Linked DNA regions of Mus musculus: regions 1, 3, 4, 5, 6 and 7 are each linked to region 2. Evidence: chromatin contacts called from public ChIA-PET, Hi-C, HiChIP or PLAC-seq and promoter capture Hi-C data. All regions are on one chromosome and are shown on one strand. The core of a region is the stretch at or near the end of the contact, and the rest is flanking DNA. Distances in the headings are between cores, read along the strand shown. Region 1 overlaps Gm40607 (a long non-coding RNA gene). Region 2 holds the start of Ifngr1 (interferon gamma receptor 1). Region 3 overlaps Gm20139 (predicted gene, 20139). Region 4 has its middle 48 kb from the start of Gm40607. Region 5 has its middle 25 kb from the start of Gm40607. Region 6 overlaps Map3k5 (mitogen-activated protein kinase kinase kinase 5). Region 7 holds the start of Map3k5 (mitogen-activated protein kinase kinase kinase 5).

Region 1 (2,700 bases), core at 58-2,557, 350 kb after region 2:
AGGAAGAGTATTAAAGGGTTGTGGCACTAGGAAGGCTGAGAATCACTGAGTTTTGACATTAGGGTTTCCACCTTCAATATCCCTCTACATCGTTGTACAGCTGCATAGCACATATGAAACAAACACATGTACATATAATGGAAACATGTTTTCTGTAGGTGCCCTGCTTTTTCTTGGTTCACAGCACGTGGCGGCTCAAGTCTTTATGGAAATGGTTCCACATCAAATCCACACAGTGAATGTGCAGTGTATTCAAAGCTGTCTAGGCGATGTCTCTTTCTCTTAAGCTTGCTTTTGCCCCTCCCAGCCTCTCCTTCCTGCAGACTGCTTGCTCCATCCTGAAGGACCTGGCATCCAGACGCTAGAAATGATTGTTCTCTACAATGCTAAACACAACCCACATGCCTACCTAGGCTTCCTCTACCTAAAATTCCCACTCATTTGTTGTATTTCTGTTCTACTGATTGCTACCATCAAAATCCCTTGAGTTTCATCTCAAACCTGCCTCAGTCTTCCCAGACACCAAGAGGCAGTGCTTTCTTCTAATGCATGCACCATTGAACTACATACTATTGAACATTTGAGACAGTTTACCACACTGACTCTTTGGCTCCTGTTTTCTCCTCAGACTATGAAGAGTCACCCATCAAATATGCCACAGTAAAGATGGGGACTAAGCCAAGTTGTATTCTGGCGCTACCTAGAAACTACTCTAACTATATTTTCTATAACTTACAAATACATCAAGGGCACGTTTCTTTCTTCCAGTCCTTAAGGCTATAGGGTAGACATGTTTTACCCATGTGTGTGTAGGCATTTTAAGCAAGCATCGAACACACCACCTGCATTTTCACCCTTAGCTTTTATTCTTTATGCTTCTTGTCACCAGCGCATTCCCATGTAGGGTCTGGAGTGTCTGGGGCCCAGGCAGGTCCTGGCATGGCCTTCGGACCCAAAGCCTCTATTAAATAAATAGGTAAACAGAGGCTGTAAAGAACAGGTCCAGTTGAAAGTGGTCTGAATTCTTTACTCTCTCCCTCCAGGAAGCAATTTTGCAGCACTTAATTCAGAGTCCACACCCAGCAAGTGCTTAAACACGTTTTCTTACAGCCATTTCACCTCATTTTATTCCAATAAGGAGGTTTAAAAAGCCATCTCCTTCCCTTCGTCCCTCCACCTCTGCCCTTTCCGTTCCTGTCTTTAATGAGTTTTTAGTGTTTTAGTTAACATTGCAAACCTGATAGTGACACAGAGTCTGAACAGAACAAGCAGAGTGGCTTAGAGGGTGCGGTGCGTGGTTTCTGTTTTGTTAGCTCATACTGCCCTCTTCTGGTCACTGAGCAGATTTAAAACTTGGCTGGGTAGAAAAAACAAAAAACAACCAACACCCCTCCTCTAAACTAAAAAACCAACCTAACTAACTAACTAACTAACTAACTAACTAACTAATTAAAACCATGAAGAAAACTGTGCAAAGAATAAGTGACAGTGTACAGGGAAATAAAATCTTTCCATATGAATAACCATGACATGAAAATATGCAACACCACTGCCTATGTGTGACTAAGTAACATTTTTTGTTGTTGTTGTTATTCTTAAAATCCAAAATACTGCTGTCTTCTCATTTTTGTCTCTTTGTCATTTTTACGTGGGTAAATTCATGCAATCTGTTGAGAAGAACGTCACTGGAATGGCTTAGGGGTTCTCTTCCTTGTTCCAGCTCCCCTGAAAGCTTGTGGGGATAGGGCAGTTTGCTCTGTAACCAGCGGTGTGGTGTCTTGCCTGGGCTCATTAGTTAGGTGAACAGGGTCCAGGAGCCTTCTCAGCTCTCAGCTGTACTTCATCTGCTTGCGGCTGGAGCGATACCTGCTCTGCCTTCCTTATCAAGGATAACAGAAATAGAATGAAGACACAGCCTATGATGTTTATCTACAAATAAACGCACTGTTGTTATTTTTAATTAGTGTGTGTGTGTGCGTGCACGTGTGCATGTCTGAGTGTGTGTATGTGTGTGTGTGCGTGCACGTGTGCGTGTCTGAGTGTGTGTGTGTGTGTGTGTGTGCGTGCACGTGTGCGTGTCTGAGTGTGTGTGTGTGCGTGCACGTGTGCATGTCTGAGTGTGTGTGTGTGTGTCTGAGTGTGTGTGTGTGTGTATGTATGTGTGTGTGTGTGTGTGTGTATGTGTGCGTGCACGTGTGCGTGTCTGTGTGTGTGTGTGTGTGTGTGTGTATGTGTGTGTGTGTGTGTGTGTGTGTGTGTGTGTGTGTGTGTGTGTGTGTAGGTCAGAGAACACCTTGCAAGCATCAGTTCCCTCCTGATATTTGACATTAGGGATATTGAAGGTGGAAACCCTAATGTCAAAACTCATTGATTCTCAGCCTTGCTACTGCCACAACCCTTTAATACTGTTCCTCACGTATTATGGTTCCCCCAGCCATAACCCCCATGTGGGTTCTGTAAATCTAACTTGGGTCATCAGGCTTAGTGGACACCTTTACCCACTGAGCAATTAGTTTGCCCAAGAAGACATTTGCAATACGGATTTTAGGTGTTATAGTTCCCAGTGAAGTTCAGCTTCATTAAAAACCAAACCAAACCAAACCAAAAAAAGAAAAAATCCTTGCTATTTTAAGATAATGAAAGTATGTTGATAGCTATAGATCTAAAACGACAAAATTTCAGCCTTTCCTTTCCTGGAAC
Region 2 (2,700 bases), core at 179-2,678:
TACCTAGCCCTTGGTACCATGTCTATCCTAAGGGATGTCTAAGGATTTGTTTGCTTAATTTTTTTCCATACATGCATCCTATATTTAATTTAAAATTTTAAATTATGAAAGCACAAGATTTTAATAAGACATTTTCATACATATTGCATACATACCATTATTGCTTCTGATTCATTCCTTAGTTGCTCCTGGCTCTCTGTTTCTGGTCACCTGCCTCCCCCAAGAGTCCTCTCTTCTACATTAATGTCCCATGAGTTTTATTACCCTGCTTTTGCTTGTTTTAAACTCTTCTTCCTCAAGATCTCTTCCTCCCCTCTCATGATTTCCTACACACACTTCTCTGGGGTTGATTTATCATAAGAAAACATGGTAATTGTCTTTTTTAATCTGGCTGTGTAACACAACTAACACTTTTTCTGATTCCACTGTTCTGCAATTATGATTTCATTTTTCTCTATAGCTCAGTGGAACTTCAGTTTGAACATGCACCTCATTTCCTTCATCTGACATCTAGGTGGTTACATCCTAGCTACTGTGAAAATCAGGTCAAGGCAGGATTGGAATCTGCACGCCTAACTGAAGCTCCTGGAAACCATAGGAGGGGTTCAGAGCTGGAACTCGCCTGAGAGTTAAAGAGGTCTCCCCATGCCTTCCAGCAGCTGGAGATTGGGAACTTCTCAGATACTTACGATTAGGGACTGGAAGGGCATGAAAAGTTTTATTGCTGTCTCTAGAGCTCTAATCATAAAGAGGAACTATTCCCAGCATATATGTCCTGGGAATATATAATCATTTGAAATCAAAGGCTCTGAGGATTTAAGCTACGAGAAGAACCCTTGCATCTCAACACTTAAACGCCAGACTAACAAACAAATCAGAATCTCTTAGTATCCGTTGGCACCCCTTTTCCTTCAGAGGATTCCGACTACAGATTGAAAATAAAGTCTGTAAGTCATACACACAATGCCAAACGCTGCCGTGGAAACTAACTGTAAAACAGACCACAGATTTGTGTTGTGTCGGCAAAGAAGAGGCGAAAGCGGCGTGTAAACCGCGGAGCCCCCGGGGCCCCTTGGGGCTGCCTTGCCCAGGGCGGCGCAGCAGGAACGCAGGGACTTCCCAGCCCGGCGCCTCCGGCCTGGCCTCCCGCCCCAGCCCGCAGCGGCTCGGAGAGATTACCCGAGGGAGGCTCAGGATCCTCAGTGCTCGTCAAAGCTCCACTCCCGACCTTCGCAGACAGCATCAGGACCACCAGCAGAATCATCCTGCCAGCTGCCGCCTGCGGGCCCATTCCTGCGCGAGGGACACCTCTGACAGGGGACCCGCGCTGCCCGTGGCCTGGCCTTGGCGTCACGTCCGCCGCAGACTAGTCGCCAAGTCCGCAAGCGGCCTGCCGGGGAGCTGGGTGGGGCCAAAACCAAAGCTTGAGAGACCAGCCTGGGACTGAGGGGCGTGGCTTAAGTGGGAGGCGGAGCCTCACGGGGCAAAGGGTTAAAAGGCAGCTCTTCAGGGGCGGACTCAGGGCGGGGGTCTAGCCAGAGAGGCGGGACCAATACGCAATCTCTTAGAGTTGATTGGAGGTTGGGAGTAGAGGTGGGATGTGAGGCGGGGTCTATACAAGGAGGCGTGTCTTGGCGGGTCTAAAGTGGACTAGGACATGGTTATAGGCGAGGTCTGGACTGGGGAGCCAGGCAGTGCGCTGCGTGGGCGGAGAAGTTTCACTAAGTTGGAGAAGGGGTGGACTAGCCTGAGGTTTGAAACTGTGGGCTCTTCTCTGTATTCAGGACCTGGACTGTGGATACGTTTGAAACTCTGACCGGAACCTTACCTTCTTCAGCCTGACACTACCTTCCTCAGTTCCTCATTCTGGTTATGTAGTAACCTGGGGTTGGAGATTTTTGCCTCAGTCCACAACCAGACACCATGCTTATCTCATCCCTCAGCATGAGGCGTGTTGGAGCCTGAGGTGTTAGAGAAGTTACAAAAATCCTTCTCCAGTTCCCACCAGTTTTGTCCGCGGAACTTAAACTTCTGGTTTTCAAGACAGTTTGTTCAGACTCCCACAACGCAAATCCAATGTGCTTGGCTAGCACTTTATTCTTAGCAAAAACAAACTACCACCACAAAAAGCACATGCCCATTTTAATGATGAAATGTCAAAGGGCGGATCACTAAGTAGTCTTTCATCAAGAGATCGTCCCTCTTGCCTCTCTGACCGCACCGGTTAGTTTAAATCTCTCTCATTCCCCTAAATTCACTTTAGTGACCTTGCACTTACTATAGACAACACTCTTGTGCTGCCTCACTCGCCTCAGCTCTCTTTTATCACCATGTCTGCAAGGAATTTGAATGCAACCCACTCTCCCCTTCTCTTTACTCCACTTTATTTTTAATAACACATTTGCACCCCCTCCTACAATATGCATATTGATTTGATTTTCTCTGCTTCCTAGAATGCAAGCTCTATACCGTAGAGAGAGATACTGGCATGACATTCTCTGAGTCTTCCAAGCAAAATGTTATGAAGACATTCTGCAGACTTGGAGTTACCAGCTAAGGCTTGTTATTTGTCTTGATTAATTAACGAATTAATTATGCTAATAGCCCAGCATTTCTCAGACTTTGACGTCAGGATAAATCTTGGTGACCTTGTGCAGGTTCAGATTCAGTACATATGATTCAGGTTAGACTTCAGTTTTC
Region 3 (2,700 bases), core at 48-2,547, 380 kb after region 2:
GGGAGTCTCTGAAGGGAACTGAAGAGAGGAGAAATGCTCTGACCCACTGGCTCAAGCTATGGAGGCTTGCTTCCTGGCTGATGGTCTCTAGAGGTGACACCTGAATCTTGAAAATACTTCATGAGGTCTGGGTTTGAGATTCCAGAAGTGTGTCCCGGAAATACGTCATGAAGACTAGGTTCTGAAAGACTGTTCTCTTCGTTGCTTCTAGCCCCATTCCCTTTGCTTCTTGTCCCACAGTGGTGTGAGGACCCTCTGTTACTCATTCCCACCACACTGTTCTACACTGTCTCTGAAGGACTGAAACCATATGAAGGGAGTCAAAATACAAATTTCCTCCCTTGTTGCTTTTCTCAAGAATTTTTTTTTCACAACAAGGAAAGAGCAACTTATGAAGACAGAGGAAAACATTGCTGCTGTTTTGTTTTGTTTTGTTTTTCAGAAAACAAGCACCTGTGTTTGATATCCCTTAGATGGTGTCTGTTGAGAATTAGTGAGTGTTACTGTTAAAAAAGAGGAGTCTATCTTGCAGCCTGACTGGAACCTGAGCTGACCCATCCCTGAGTGTCAGCCTTCTTAATTACATGCTTGAAATAAAAAGTTAATACCACTGAGGTAGATAATTCTAAACTAACTTTAGAAACATTCTATGTTTAATAGCTGGTTACATTTACTAGAAACAACACACAATTAATAATGTAATTACAGGTCACCTCACTAAAGCAATATATTTTATGAGGAAGTCTTTTCGGTTTGTTAGAGTAAATTGTATGCGTTAAGCAAATTTCAAAGAATTAATATATCAGGATTATATATTATAAGCAATAAAATTATGTTTTAAAATATCAGGTGAAAAGAGTCAATGGATTTCATATATACAGATAAAAACCAGCTTAAAAATACTTTTAAAAACTTTCATTTACAATGGAATTAAGAGATTAAATACTTGAGAATAAAAATAAGAAAACAAGGGGATGGAGAGAGAGCTCAACAGTGACAGCATGGGCTGTTCTTTCAGAGGCCCTAAGTGTCTTCCTGGCCCCCACGCTGACGGGCTCAGCTGTCTGTACCCCAGTTCCAAGGGATCTAGTGACTTAAGTCTGAAGATTTAGTGAAATTCCAATAAAACAAGTCCCTGCTCACTTCAAATGCTTCAACTCGATAAATGAACACTATTGTTCGCATGGAAAACTACACATGCTAGGAAAACACTGAGAAAGAAGAGACGTGAGGTGGAGTGTGGTGGAGATCGCAGCCCAGCCCTGACCTTCAACCACAGCACAGCCTTTGTCTTGAACACAAAGCGTCATCAGCACATGAACAGAAGGAATGCAAAGCTCACGGATAGAACGTCTAGAGCGTGGTGGGGGGTGGGGTGGGGCGGGGCGTGTTTATCCTGAGTCTTTTAGGTACAGATGGAGCTTGTTCTCTGATTAAGAAACAGTTTCCTTTATTTTCATCTTTTAATAAATGATACTTAATCTTATCAAACTGTAGTAAGTGGCATTATTTCTTTTTGGTGCAAGATTTTTGATGAAAGACTTTAATGTGGGTTTTTTGATTTTTTATGTGTGTGTGGGGGGGTGGAAATAATTTTAATTTATTTTTACTATTAAGCAGGTATTCATTATAGAAAATGATAGGTTTTATTATAACAAATTATCCAATAAACACAGTGGTACAATTAGAAAAATATTTGGAATAAAGATAAAACTATGTCCACTTGTCAGAGTTACAAAGATAAACTCCAAATGGAATAAGAATTCTATCAACTTGACAAATTCCAGAAGAACTCAGAGTGAGATCTTCTAAAAGCTGATTGTTGACTGAAGGCTCTCAACTTCAATTTAAAATTCAAATGCGGCCAGGCAGTGGTGGTGCTTGCCTTTCATCCCAGTACTTGGGAGGTAGAGGCAGGCGGATCTCAGAGTTTGAGGCCAGCCTGGTCTACAGAGTGAGTTCCAGGACAGCCAGGGCTATACAGAGAAACCCTGTCTTGAAAAAAACAAAACAAAACAGAAAAAAAAAATTCAAATGCAAAAGAGCAAACACAATAAATCTAATTACAAAAACTAATGCTAAAATCATAAAAGTTAAATAACAAACTAAGGGAAATGATTTAAGGTACATATTACAGACAAAAAAGAAAGACTAAAATTATTTTTTTAAATAGCGTAAGACACAATTCATTCCCCTAAAGAGATGTAAATTACCATGTCCTTAAACTAAGATAAAGATGCACAATTTCACCCATAAAATTGAAACTATATAAAGAAGCCACTTCTCGATCCTCAGATTGGGAAGTATTCAAAAGCTTGATAACAATCTTGGTGAGTCTGTAGAGACACGTGCCCACTCACACTTGGTGAGACTGTAGAGACACGTGCCCACTCACACTTGGTGAGACTGTAGAGACACGTGCCCACTCACACTTGGTGAGACTGTAGAGACACGTGTCCACTCACACTTGGTGAGACTGTAGAGACACGTGCCCACTCACACTTGGTGAGACTGTAGAGACACGTGCCCACTCACACTTGGTGAGACTGTAGAGACACGTGCCCACTCACACTTGGTGAGACTGTAGAGACACGTGCCCACTCACACTGCGGGAATGTGAAAGGGGACATACACATGAAGGGTTTAGTTTTGTTTGCACATCTAACAAAACCACACCTTTAGTCTTCAATTAATAGATCT
Region 4 (2,700 bases), core at 26-2,525, 300 kb after region 2:
AAGTCTCTTAATCAGTTCTTATCCATGTTTTCAAGACTGATCAGAGCTTTGAACTTTTAAAATGATGCCCATTTTCCCCTAATTTAAGTGTTCTCAACACTCTCCTTGCTCCTTGGGTGTAACAGGATCATTAGAAGCAGTTGCTAAGTCCTTAATTCCATGGAACTATTACTTCCTGTTAGTGTATTTTTGGAAACAGCTGTTAGGCAGCTAATTGTCTAGAAAGCTGATAGCTATTTTAAAGGGAATATTTAAACACCAGATTTTCTTTTTAACTAATAAATATAATGTAACTTTATAATATTCGGTTAAAATTTGTACAAAGTTGTCAAATAGCATACCTTTAGAATCAATTCTTCTACTATGGTGTTTCACAATAACAACTCCCAAAATGCATTTTATAGTTTTAATGTAGGCAGAACTGTCTCTTTACATAATGGTACGAATAGGTTAAAATGACCCTAATCATCTTTCTCCAGGGAAACAGCCTAGAGGCTTGCACTGGGTGCTTCTCTGTGTAGTATGGCATGTCCCAGCCACCACTAATTTTCAGCTAAGTTCTACTCTTCCCTAAAGTGGAAGTTGGGAAAACATGCATTTTGCAAGGGACTCAGGCCCACTCCTGAATATCACCATATTCAGATTTTTAAAAAATGCAAAAAGCAAAACAAAAAACCCAACATAGAACAACCTCTCTGGCTTGTTGACTTACTTTTACCCCATCACTTAGTTCCACAATAAACCATCGTTTAATTGATAGTTTCATATCTACTTTGGAAGTTAATAAAAACCACTTCCTATTTTCTTGTGTGAGAGGGTGGGTTAGACACTGTCTCTGTGTGATGCAATGAAGAAGAGGAGTGCAGGTGACACAGAACAGACTCCGCAGAGACAGAAAAAGAGGGAAAGCTTCTTAACTCACAAACAGCGCGGGTAGGATAGCTGAAGGTGGAGAAATAGAACATAACAATGAAACAAAGAGACCAAACGCAGCAGCTCCAGCCAAACTCTCCCCAGCACTGGAAAGGAAAATAGAAGGCTTACTCAAAAGGCAAGCCAGGCCTGCGGGTGGTGAGAGCTGGTCATGTACACAGGACCAGCACACAGCTCTAACAAGCCTCTAACCCAGTTGTGAGTTTGGTAAGACAATGAAGTCAGCACCTGTGGATAAATAAAAAAAAAGAAAAAGAAAAAAAAAGTATTTTAATAGGAGCCTAAGAAAGAAGGGGCAAGGTGGAACAAGGAACACTTAGTCAATCTGACGCTGCCTCAGGGGACAGAAGCCGCAAGTAGGAAGTGGAGAAACTGAGAATGCCAGATGCTGATGTGCTGTCATAGTCAGGGTTTCTATTCCTGCACAAACAGCATGACCAAGAAGCAAGATGGGGAGGAAAGGGTTTATTCGGCTTACACTTCCATACTGCTGTTCATCACCAAGGAAGTCAGGACTGGAACTCAAGCAGGTGAGGAAGCAGGAGCTGATGCAGAGGCCATGGAGGGATGTTCCTTACTGGCTTGCTTCTCCTGGCTTGCTCAGCCTACTCTCTTATAGAACCAAGACTACCAGCCCAGAGATGGTCCCACCCACAAGGGGCCTTTCCCCCTTGCTCACTAATTGAGAAAATGCCTTACAGTTGGATCTCATGGAGGCATCTCTCCAACTGAAGCTCCTTTCTCTGTGATAACTCCAGCTGTGTCAAGTTGACACAAAACTAGCCAGTACAATTGACCCCTTGTCAACTTGACACACAAATACATCACTAGTAAGCCTCAACCCTTAGTTCTTATTCATCCCCAAGATCTTAAATAACTTTAAAAGTACCACAGTCTTTACTTATTAAAAGCTCAATGCTTTTAGAATATCCATTATCTTTTAAAATCCAAAGTCTTTTTACAATTAAAAGTCTCTCAACTGCAGGCTCCACTCAAATACTTCCTTCAAGAGGGAAAAACATCAGGGCACAGTCACAATCAAAAGTGAAATCAAACTCAAACTGTCCAATGTCTGGGATCCACTCACGATCTTCTGGACTCCTCCAAGGGCTTGGGTCACTTCTCCAGCCCTGTCCTTTGTAGCACACACCTTGTCTTCTAGGCTCCAGCTGCCTGTACTCCACTGCTTCTGCTGTTCTTGGTGGTCATCTCATGATACTTGAATCTCCTAACCACTGCATGACCCCTTCAGTCCTGGGCCATCAATTGCAACTGAGGCTGCACCTTCACCAATGGCCTTCCATGGCCTCTCACAGTGCCGAGCCTGAGCTGCTCTGCATGACCCCTTCATGCCTTCAAAACCAGTACCACCTGGGTGACTCTTACACATTACCAAGTCCTGCTGCAGCATGAGGTACGACTTTGGCTAACTCTGGAACACAGCCTCTTTGTGCTTTCAGAAAACACTTCCCAGAAGATGTCACCTCAATGATGCTGGTCTCTTCTTAATCACCGCTAATTTCTTAGCTCCAGCTAACCAGCATCAATAGTCCCAGTAATGCAAAGGTTTCACTTTAGTAGTTCTGGTATCTTGTTAATCACAGCTGATTCTTCAGCCCCAGCTAACCAGAACCACAGAATCTTCACAATCAAACTAGCAATGGCCCTGAAAAAAGTCTTTAATTTTCCCTCTGAAATTTCACAAGCCAGGCCTCCATTTTCTGCACTGTTCTCAACGTTATCTTCCAAGCTCCTACACAACATCTG
Region 5 (2,700 bases), core at 119-2,618, 320 kb after region 2:
CTTATTACGTTGTATCCTGCCTAAATGTGGAACTCCTTTCAAACGTCTTATAATGAAATACAGATTCTTATCATTGTGTATATTTATTCCCATGCTCCCCCACCCTGTTGGCATCTATATGTCACATGTTTTAATTTGTTCTTTTACAAGTTCTTTTTTCTTCAACAAATCTATCTCATGCTACTAGAACCCTGCCCTACCCCAACTCCAATGTGTACTTCAACTATGGAGCAGTGTGAGGTCCAACCTTCAAAACCAACAATGAAGAAGGGTTGTGGGAGGGATGAACGGAGGCTGAAGGGGATCTAAGGAATTGTAGACAGTTAGGACATACATTATTCATAGCACACAGCACTAAGCAGGCAGATGCCAGCAGACCAAGCACAAGTTGGCTCATATAGGTAAGCATGATTACACACAGTGACTGGCACATTGGCTCAATGAGGTAGGGACAACAAAGGCTGACAGATATGAAGGGCCCAACCTTTTTACCTCAAAGCCATGTTTATACAGAATTACACAAAAGTGACATTTTGTCAGAGATATGTCACATGACAGATTGCATTACTGTTTACTTTTAGGTTTCCTAAACAGCCAATGTCTGTCATTTTGTGCTGTCTTATGGCTCCCCCATGCCCAGTGTTAGTTGTCTTAGTCCATATTGGGTATTGATATCAGCACTATAGTCTCTGAACAGAAACTGGCTTTTATAGCCTTTTGTTTCCTATAATAGATTCTGAATGCCCCAACCTACTCCATGCAAAATTAATAGTCTTTATACAAGCTCCTGCTATACTCCACACATCTGAGCTACATTTGTTCTCTCATGTATCCCATGTACATTTGGATTATGCCCATGTCACTGTCCAAGGAGATAGGTGCACAAACCAAGAAGTTAAGTTGTGACTAGAGAGAATCAGCGCTAAGAGGGGAAAAAACAAAACAAAACAAAACAAAACAAAACAGTGATCATCATAGTCCACAAAGAGTATCATTAGTGTGAAATAATAATGAAAACATACAATTTGAACTTGAGCTTGGAGATCTTCTGCAGGATAATACTCATATTAGCCTTATGAATTACTTTCTATATAAAGCATTGCTCATTTTTACACATTAGCAGAGTGGGAGTGCTTCTCTATCTATATGCTAATATATGAATGTTCTAAAACATATTTATGAAATATTCAAAGTAAGGAAGGCCTGAGATTGGGACTGGGTAGATACCGTTTACGATCTCACGCAGTCAAGTAGAACTGGTAGAGTTAAAAGGAGACCGTTCTCAGGCACTGTGTAGAGGCTCTCTCTTAGTCAGGTTCATTGACTACAAGCAACAGATACAGATTCAGTTCACGTTAACTAGGAATGGTGCTTTAGCAAGCAAGCCCTCTAATACTGAGCCACATGATTGGGCCAGAGGAAAACAACTCATGACGTCTGTGGCTAACCAGATGATGCAAGACAAGATAAAATACACTTCTTGGAGAATAAGAAGGAATCATGATACCTATAAGAATCAGAAAAACAAAACAAAACAAAACAAAACAAAACAAAACAAAACAAAACAAAACACCCACCCTCTCCCTGTTTGTAAATATGCTAAGTCTTCCCGGAAGACCAGTTACTTCCCCTTCACCAAGCACCACCACCATCATTACTAACCACAACCTTTCTCCAAAGCGACAATCAACTCTAGCAACGCTGCAGATGCCCTCTGGGTTTGGAGTCCTCCTGAGCAGAATTTCAGGTCCTAGCCCACTTCCTGATTGTTTACAGGCACAGGGATGGGGGAGGGGACTTTCTCCTTCCTTTTCAGTAGGTGCAGGTGTGAGCCAGGGAGTTATTCATACGAATGAATGACTCATGAGTAAGATATGAATCTTCCTGTATGAATCATTATCACAAAGACCCCTCAAACAGTAAAAAAGATAAGATACCAGAAAGTCCACCATCATTATTCTGTTGTTCACTCCAAATTGATCTTATGGTACTTAGACTAGAAGTCTTACATTCAGTATTTGCTTTTAATTTTAAAATTAAAACAATTTCAATGAATTTTTTTTGATCAAACTTTAAAATCTCCTAAGAGAGCCTATCTGAATTTCCTATGGTATGATAAACCCTTAAGAGTTTTAGTGGGATTTGTCAAGTAACTAGCACGGACCTTTTTTCTCAAGGGCAGACATGAGAGTACACACCACACTGTGAACTGGCTCGTGGTAACTTTATCTTTTCCTCTCCTCTGGTGTTTTCTTATATAATAGAAGCTGGAAGCAGCGCTCAACCTTTTTTGCCTGCTTTGTTTGTAATTTCGGTCTCAGGTATGAAGCTGGTTTTGACAACTGAATCCTCTGAATACCAGAAGCGACATTTTAGGCTCTCTCTCTCTCTCTCTCTCTCTCTCTCTCTCTCTCTCTCTCTCTCTCTCTCTGTCTCTCTCTCTCTTATCTAACTTGCCCTCACAAATACCACAAAGCTATTGTTGGAAGAGCTATTTTCCAGAAGTCCTTGGGGTGGGCCCTGAATGGCATGCTCGGGTTTGCCTAATGTACAAGGCACAGGTCTTTCTTTATCCAGCCATCTTCTCAGGGCTGTGTTTATAATAAGTGGCCTTAGTAGATGGGGTGGTAATTCCTTTTGGAGCAAAGTCTCCTTTACAAACTCACTTAGTGCTTGTTTTATATGGAACTCACAACGTCA
Region 6 (2,700 bases), core at 160-2,659, 490 kb before region 2:
ATTATATATGAGTATACTATAGCTGTCTTCAGATGCACCAGAAGAGGGTGTCAGATCTCATTATGGGTGGTTGTGAGCCACCATGTGGTTGCTGGGATTTGAACTCAGGACCTTCGGAAGAACAGTCGGTGCTCTTAACCACTGAGCCATCTCTCCAGCCCAGCCATAGAGATTTTAAAGGAGCAAAGCAATGTGGACCAGCTTGAACTGGACACAACAAGTGCTTTACTGCAGAACAACATGAAGACTTTGGAGTTTGGTAAGCTAGGTGGTTTATGCCAAAAGTTGGCTAATGTTTTCTGTAATGGGCCTGATAGTTAAATATTTTAGGTTTTACAGGCCAAACCATTCAGTTCTGCTATTGGAGCATGGAAGCCTTAGCTACAAATGAGATCATGGCTGTTGTCTAACAAAACTTTATTGATAAAACAAGCAAAGGTCCCTATTTGGCCCATGAACGTAACTTATCAAGCCTTATTCAGTCACCTTTGGTTTTCTTCATTTGGGGACACGCAGCTTCATTTGGTTTTTGAGAAATGGCCTTCCTGTGTGCCTTAGGGTGAGCCCACACTCACTACAAAGCACAGGCTGACCCTGAACTCAGGTTTTTCTTGATCCGGCCTCCCGAGTACAAGGATTACAGGTGTGTGTCACCATGGCTAGACTTTATTATTTTCCAAGATTTAAAAAAAGACTGTCATCATCATCTCAGGCCAGGTGAGCCCTCCCCTACCCTAGCTACCCTATCTCTACTCCAGGAAGAAAGGCTTTGTGCTCTCGGCTCTAAATGCATTTCTAGTAAGCCATTGCTCACCTCACACCACACCATCACTGGTTGTTCCCCTTCCCATCTGACTGCAAATTATTCAAGAGGACTTGCTAGCTTCGCCACCTATAAATCTCTAGCAGAATAGGACTCAATATGGTACACAGGTGGTGCTCAATAAATGCCACTGACTTGAGCTGGGTACATGGGTGATGCCAGGCAAACTGTAGAGCTGGTTGGGTTGTTCCTCGGTTTGTCACTCTTTCTTTATAGAGGAGGAAGCCAGGTAAAGGTGACAGTCTTTGAAGTTACAAAGCAGAACCAGCAATCACCAGATGGCAGGAGGTATGCTATGTACACGCCGTGAGTCACGAGAACGGTAAGGATGGGCTGCCAGGCCTAATTAACAAGGGCTAATTCATTGTAAAACAGCTCTGTTGAGGTGGAATGGAAATGCAGAGCAACTATAGTGGAAGGACTGTTGAAGAAGGCAGCAGTAAGTCAGGAGCACCTTGCTGACGAGTGCTTTAGCAGTTGAATATTAAGCTTTTAGAGCTTTGAGAAGGTATTGATTGGAAAGACATGAGTCAGCCGCTTCATCTCGCTTGCTTCTATTCAATCACTCATGAGGTAACAGGTAGCTCTACCGGGGAAACTAAAATTATCTGTGACTCACTACTCTACCAGTTCATGCTCTAACAAAACCAACTACAGTCCTTGCAAAAGCAACAGGATATTGCACAACCCGCCTGCAGAAGTCTGTTTGTTGTCTCCCATTTCCATGGGGGTGGTGGGGGGGGGGTGGTGGTGGTGGTGGGGACAAACAGTAGTAAACAGAATTTGGTCTGAATGTTGAATGAGTCTAGAGACCCGGACTTCTAGACAACAAAGTTTCAAACACTTAACTGCTGACATTGGATTCTGACCCATAACCTTATTTCTAATCCCCAGGAGAGAGCACTTTTTTTTTCTTTTTCTGAGTCATTGGCATTATGACAAAGTTTTAGAACTGAACTGGCTTGTCACTGTGACCTCACAAACATAATTGCATCAACAGTAACCTTGGGGGAAAATTTAATGAATTTCCTATTTGTATGTCATCATTAATTCGAGTTCAGGGTGTAGCCTGGTTGATGTCCTGCAGAGCTTGGATCCACAGATCCTGGTAACACAAAGGTCAGGAAGCCATCTTACAGCCTTAACTAAAAGCTCAGCCAGCGGGAGAAGACCTCTACACGGCTCCCTTGTAGCCACATGCTGACTCCAGGCCACAGTTCACATTTACCCCGGAGTCACAAGCATGGGGTCAGCTCAAGGATCTATGATGGTGAGGCACCGTTCGCAGCAGGGAGAGAGGCTGAAGGCTGAGTCTTTATAACAAAGAACGGTTCTTGAAATGTTTTTCAAATTTAAATTATGATTTAATTTAATAAAATATGCTATGAATATCTCAGGAGCGTGTCTTCTAAGTACACCAAATGGCCCAGGGAGCCTTACCTCACTCCCCTGACAGAGGAAGCACCGAAGTTCCACTCGTGTATACCTTTCTGAAACACAGGAGAAGATGAGGAACAATGAATGGAAAAAAATCATAAAATCATTTAATATTATTATTTTTTAAAAACAAAGTTGTTTTCCTGATGTATATCTCCTCACGAGGCGATTATCTGACTGAGCCCACGAGGGTGATGTTTATTTAATAACACCTGTACTTCCAGACAACAGCTTTCAAAAACCCTGCAAGAATTACTGTCATGAAATTTAAACTTTAATTTTAGTTGTAACTGCTGTGCTTTAATTTTAAGTAAACACCAGAACGAAACAAAGCAACAACCCGGTGATCAGGGTAGCTGAGAGGCTACGGTAGCTCAGTGGCTCCAGCAAATAAGCTCATGTTCCTTTGGGCCAGCTGCCTGCTACCTTCCTTGCACTTG
Region 7 (2,700 bases), core at 108-2,607, 340 kb before region 2:
TTAACAATCACTTTAATAGTCAACCGAATCTGTCATTAAAATTGCATGGGAACTCTTTAAACCATGCCAAATTATAAACTCTTCCACTCACCACAGTATCTGAGGTAATTTTTTAAAAAAACAAACAAACAAACAAAAAACAAAACAAAAAAAACTGGTTCTTTGGGCAAGATTCTAACAAAGATCACACACATTTGGTGTGTTTCACGGTGCTTTTACTCCAACATATAGTTATTTGACCGTTCAAAGTAGTAAGAGAATGGGAAATTGAAGCCACCAAAACTCGAAGGTGAAATGAGTTGGGGAAGGTCAGGCCGCGCTTTGAAAACTCAAACGAAACTCTGCACACAGCTGGCTGCTTAGCATAAGGGCATTTCTGTACTCCCAAGACTGCACAGAGAACAGAACATCACTTCAGTGGGCCACAGGTGTGTGTTTGCAAAAGCAAAACCTACCCACCTCCTAACTGAAGAGAAGTGATTGAAGCAATTATTCGCAATGGTGGGAGGAAGTGTTTTTCCGAGCCTTGTACTTGGACCCAGGGTCTTCGCTGCCGGATAATGAATAAATCAGCGGAGGATCTCCCGCACAAATACAGTCACTTGCACCAGCACACCCTCAACTAGGAGCGGCCGGCCTGAATAGTCCTGCAACCACTCTTGCCGCTCTCAAGGTGAGGCGTGATGTAAATAGGAAGCTTGCTTCCCGCCCACGAAAAACAAAACAAAACAAAAATCCCCCCCCCCCCCCAACCAAGACAGCCAGGAGAAACCGGCTGGGCAAAGCAACGAGCCGAGCTGCCACTCACCTGCGTTGTAAAAACGGTCCAGCACGGCGGTTTCCCCGAAGTCCAGCTTCCCGAAATGCAGGGTCTCCAGGGTGGCGCCCACCGCCTCGCACGCCTCCCGCAGGCTCTGCAGGGCCTCGCTCTCCGCCACCACCAGCTGCCCCTGGCTCGCCTCATTGATCACATAAGCCACGGTGGTACGCCGGCCGCCCCCGCTGCCAGAGTTGCCCCGGCCTCGGGTGGCGCTGCTCCCGGGGGCGGTGGTAGGGCAGCTGGTGCCGGGAGCCGCCGCGCTCTCCACGTTCCAGAAACTGCCCGGCGGTGGCGGCGGCGGCGGCACAAGCAAGGGCTGCAGGCTCGGCTCTCCCTCCGCCGCCGTCGCCGCTCCTCCTCCCCTCCGGCAGCTGCCGCCCTCCGGGATGGTGCAAAAGCCCACGGACGCAAAGGGCGGCACGGAGAAAGTGATGCCCTCGCCGGCTTCGGTGCCCATCTCTGCCTGCCGGGCTGCCACGGCGGCGACCCCGGAGTCCCCAGCCCAGACGCACCGTCTGGCTAGCCACAGCTCCGGGCTGCTCCGCGCGCGCCGGGCTAGGCAGCTGCCATCGCGCGCCGCGCCTTCACCGCCCCGCCGCCGCCTCCGCTCGGGCGCCCTGTCCCCCGGGGCCACGCCGCTGCCCGGCGGCGGCTCGCCCCTCCTCGGCGCCTCCGTGGCCACGCCGCTCGCCCGCTGCAGGGTGGAGAGTCCACGGGGTGGGGACGCCGGCCGCGGCGAGCGGGAAGGGACAGAGCTTCCTCCTCTTGGCGGGCGGACGAGTCGGCGGCCAACCTGCGCAGCCCGGCTCAAGGGCGCCGCGCTCGGGGAGCCGCGAGCTGTCGCCTGCCGAGCGCGGGCCGGGCGAGGGCGCCCTCTGGGTGCCGGCGCTACCTGGAGAACACCTTACGCGCGGTGGGCGGGCTACCCCGAGCCGCGTCCCGGAACCTCCGTGGCCGCTCCCGAAAGGATCCGCCTCTCTGCTCCGCAACAGCTCCCTTGCACCGACTCCGTCTCCTCCACCACCACCTCCTCCTTCCTTCCTTCCCTTCCTCTTTCACCGGTTCGCCGCGCCCTCCGAGTCCCAGCGACCGTCTCGCAGCCGCCCGTCCTCTCGGCTACCCGCCTGTGGCCGCCCACTCGTTGCAGCACAGAGAGCCAGGGCCCGCCCCTGAGGAGGGCGCTGCTGGGAAGCTGCAGCCTGGACCGAACCCACTGCTCCGGGACCTCAGAGAACTGGGAAAGAGGGCTGAAACCCTGTGCGCGCCTCGCTGCGGGACGGCGCAAAAGAAGAGTCTCTAACCCGCACTGTCCCGGTCAGCCCGCCAGGCGTTTGCAGCGCTGGGCGCAGCCACCGCGCCTCGCTCGTTCTGGTCCGCTCGTGGGCAGCGCGTGGCGCTGGATGCACCGTGGCAACACGCGTGCCGAGAGGCGGGAGGATCCAACAAGCGCCCTACAGCCCAGGCCTCAAATGGAAAGTGGTTTATAAGTGACAGGGGCGCTAAATTTAGAAGTGGTCGGCTAAATTTATCGTGGCAGCCGCTGGTACTTTTCATTGTAAAATTTCCAGTTGCTTACGCTGTTATCGTTAATGAGTAATTGATTGGCTCCATTGCCGAATGACTTAATACTCTCATATATCATCTTAAAGTCACCCCTTCCTCAAAATGCCAGATACCTAAGATAGAAAATGCATGGGAAAATTATCATTCAGAGTTGAAAGAGAGAAGTTAACTTATTTCATTTTTTAAAACTGAACCATACACAAATGAAAAGGCTTGATTGCTTTAGTGTGATCAAAAAGCTCCCGCTTATTTTGGGAAGCAAAACCAGATGTGTAAATTCCCAGAGAACTCTCCCAGAATGCTGTAGGTCATGTCAG

What was found. Promoter capture Hi-C pulls out the DNA fragments that hold promoters and counts their contacts. A called contact is a pair of places that touch in the nucleus more often than the background predicts. ChIA-PET counts read pairs in DNA pulled down with a chosen protein or histone mark. HiChIP or PLAC-seq counts read pairs in DNA pulled down with a chosen protein or histone mark.
Region 1: a Hi-C map of the HPC-7 cell line shows a contact between it and region 2, with 3 times the contacts expected there. The contact joins the enhancer-like site here to the promoter of Ifngr1 in region 2. A contact is called at or near these places in 11 of 39 promoter capture datasets (the 3T3-L1 cell line, the C10 cell line, the HPC-7 cell line and 6 more), 1 of 15 datasets of contacts at CTCF or cohesin (large pre-B cells), 30 of 484 Hi-C or Micro-C datasets (the 63-12 cell line, the AML12 cell line, B cells and 20 more), 24 of 115 datasets of contacts at active chromatin or transcription factors (the 230-238 cell line, DN3 thymocytes, the SCID.adh cell line and 17 more) and 2 of 9 other capture datasets (adipose tissue and embryonic stem cells).
Region 3: a contact with region 2 is called in an H3K27ac HiChIP or PLAC-seq map of embryonic stem cells, with 2.7 times the contacts expected there. The contact joins the enhancer-like site here to the promoter of Ifngr1 in region 2. A contact is called at or near these places in 1 of 39 promoter capture datasets (embryonic stem cells), 1 of 484 Hi-C or Micro-C datasets (CD4 T cells), 10 of 115 datasets of contacts at active chromatin or transcription factors (the 230-238 cell line, CD8 T cells, bone marrow-derived macrophages and 5 more) and 1 of 9 other capture datasets (pancreatic islet).
Region 4: a contact with region 2 is called in a promoter capture Hi-C map of pre-B cells, with 2.5 times the contacts expected there. The contact joins the enhancer-like site here to the promoter of Ifngr1 in region 2. A contact is called at or near these places in 4 of 39 promoter capture datasets (the C10 cell line, liver and pre-B cells), 1 of 484 Hi-C or Micro-C datasets (CD4 T cells), 4 of 115 datasets of contacts at active chromatin or transcription factors (the 230-238 cell line, bone marrow-derived macrophages, large pre-B cells and 1 more) and 1 of 9 other capture datasets (adipose tissue).
Region 5: an H3K27ac HiChIP or PLAC-seq map of double positive thymocytes shows a contact between it and region 2, with 4 times the contacts expected there. The contact joins the enhancer-like site here to the promoter of Ifngr1 in region 2. A contact is called at or near these places in 1 of 39 promoter capture datasets (stem cell-derived epiblast-like cells), 9 of 115 datasets of contacts at active chromatin or transcription factors (the 230-238 cell line, CD8 T cells, acute myeloid leukemia and 5 more) and 1 of 9 other capture datasets (embryonic stem cells).
Region 6: a contact with region 2 is called in a promoter capture Hi-C map of liver, with 2.2 times the contacts expected there. The contact joins the enhancer-like site here to the promoter of Ifngr1 in region 2. A contact is called at or near these places in 4 of 39 promoter capture datasets (the 3T3-L1 cell line, hippocampal neurons, liver and 1 more), 1 of 115 datasets of contacts at active chromatin or transcription factors (embryonic stem cells) and 1 of 9 other capture datasets (liver).
Region 7: a contact with region 2 is called in an RNA polymerase II ChIA-PET map of memory CD8 T cells, with 139 read pairs. The contact joins the promoter of Map3k5 here to the promoter of Ifngr1 in region 2. A contact is called at or near these places in 3 of 39 promoter capture datasets (cranial neural crest, embryonic stem cells and maxillary cranial neural crest), 2 of 484 Hi-C or Micro-C datasets (cerebellar granule neurons and embryonic stem cells) and 2 of 115 datasets of contacts at active chromatin or transcription factors (memory CD8 T cells and microglia).

Annotation. Positions count from the first base shown.
Region 1 is chr10:19,238,813-19,241,512 of GRCm38.p6, reverse strand. All of the region lies in intron 2 of Gm40607 (a long non-coding RNA gene), which reads left to right. Among named protein-coding and RNA genes, the nearest start is that of Gm40607, 3.4 kb to the left of the region's middle. Within about 2 kb of position 1,307, at least 14 of the 459 cell types and tissues checked have an H3K27ac peak or open chromatin away from gene starts, as enhancers often do. A contact at or near this core is called in the 63-12 cell line, the HPC-7 cell line, Th1 cells and 1 more, where this site is marked.
Region 2 is chr10:19,590,677-19,593,376 of GRCm38.p6, reverse strand. It overlaps Ifngr1 (interferon gamma receptor 1), which reads right to left and starts at 1,428. Exons shown (of 7, transcript NM_010511.3): 1 at 1,180-1,428. The coding sequence starts at 1,291.
Region 3 is chr10:19,206,873-19,209,572 of GRCm38.p6, reverse strand. It overlaps Gm20139 (predicted gene, 20139), which reads right to left. Exons shown (of 4, transcript NR_038021.1): 4 at 1,626-2,700. Among named protein-coding and RNA genes, the nearest start is that of Gm40607, 35 kb to the left of the region's middle. Within about 2 kb of position 1,297, at least 55 of the 459 cell types and tissues checked have an H3K27ac peak or open chromatin away from gene starts, as enhancers often do. A contact at or near this core is called in CD8 T cells, embryonic stem cells, epiblast stem cells and 1 more, where this site is marked.
Region 4 is chr10:19,289,811-19,292,510 of GRCm38.p6, reverse strand. No RefSeq gene overlaps it. Among named protein-coding and RNA genes, the nearest start is that of Gm40607, 48 kb to the right of the region's middle. Within about 2 kb of position 1,275, at least 14 of the 459 cell types and tissues checked have an H3K27ac peak or open chromatin away from gene starts, as enhancers often do. A contact at or near this core is called in the 230-238 cell line and pre-B cells, where this site is marked.
Region 5 is chr10:19,267,304-19,270,003 of GRCm38.p6, reverse strand. No RefSeq gene overlaps it. Among named protein-coding and RNA genes, the nearest start is that of Gm40607, 25 kb to the right of the region's middle. Within about 2 kb of position 1,368, at least 23 of the 459 cell types and tissues checked have an H3K27ac peak or open chromatin away from gene starts, as enhancers often do. A contact at or near this core is called in CD8 T cells and double positive thymocytes, where this site is marked.
Region 6 is chr10:20,076,095-20,078,794 of GRCm38.p6, reverse strand. It overlaps Map3k5 (mitogen-activated protein kinase kinase kinase 5), which reads right to left. Exons shown (of 30, transcript NM_008580.4): 12 at 2,264-2,313. Among named protein-coding and RNA genes, the nearest start is that of Map7, 94 kb to the left of the region's middle. Within about 2 kb of position 1,409, at least 104 of the 459 cell types and tissues checked have an H3K27ac peak or open chromatin away from gene starts, as enhancers often do. A contact at or near this core is called in liver, where this site is marked.
Region 7 is chr10:19,933,183-19,935,882 of GRCm38.p6, reverse strand. Map3k5 (mitogen-activated protein kinase kinase kinase 5) reads right to left here and starts at 1,357. Exons shown (of 30, transcript NM_008580.4): 1 at 809-1,357. The coding sequence starts at 1,277.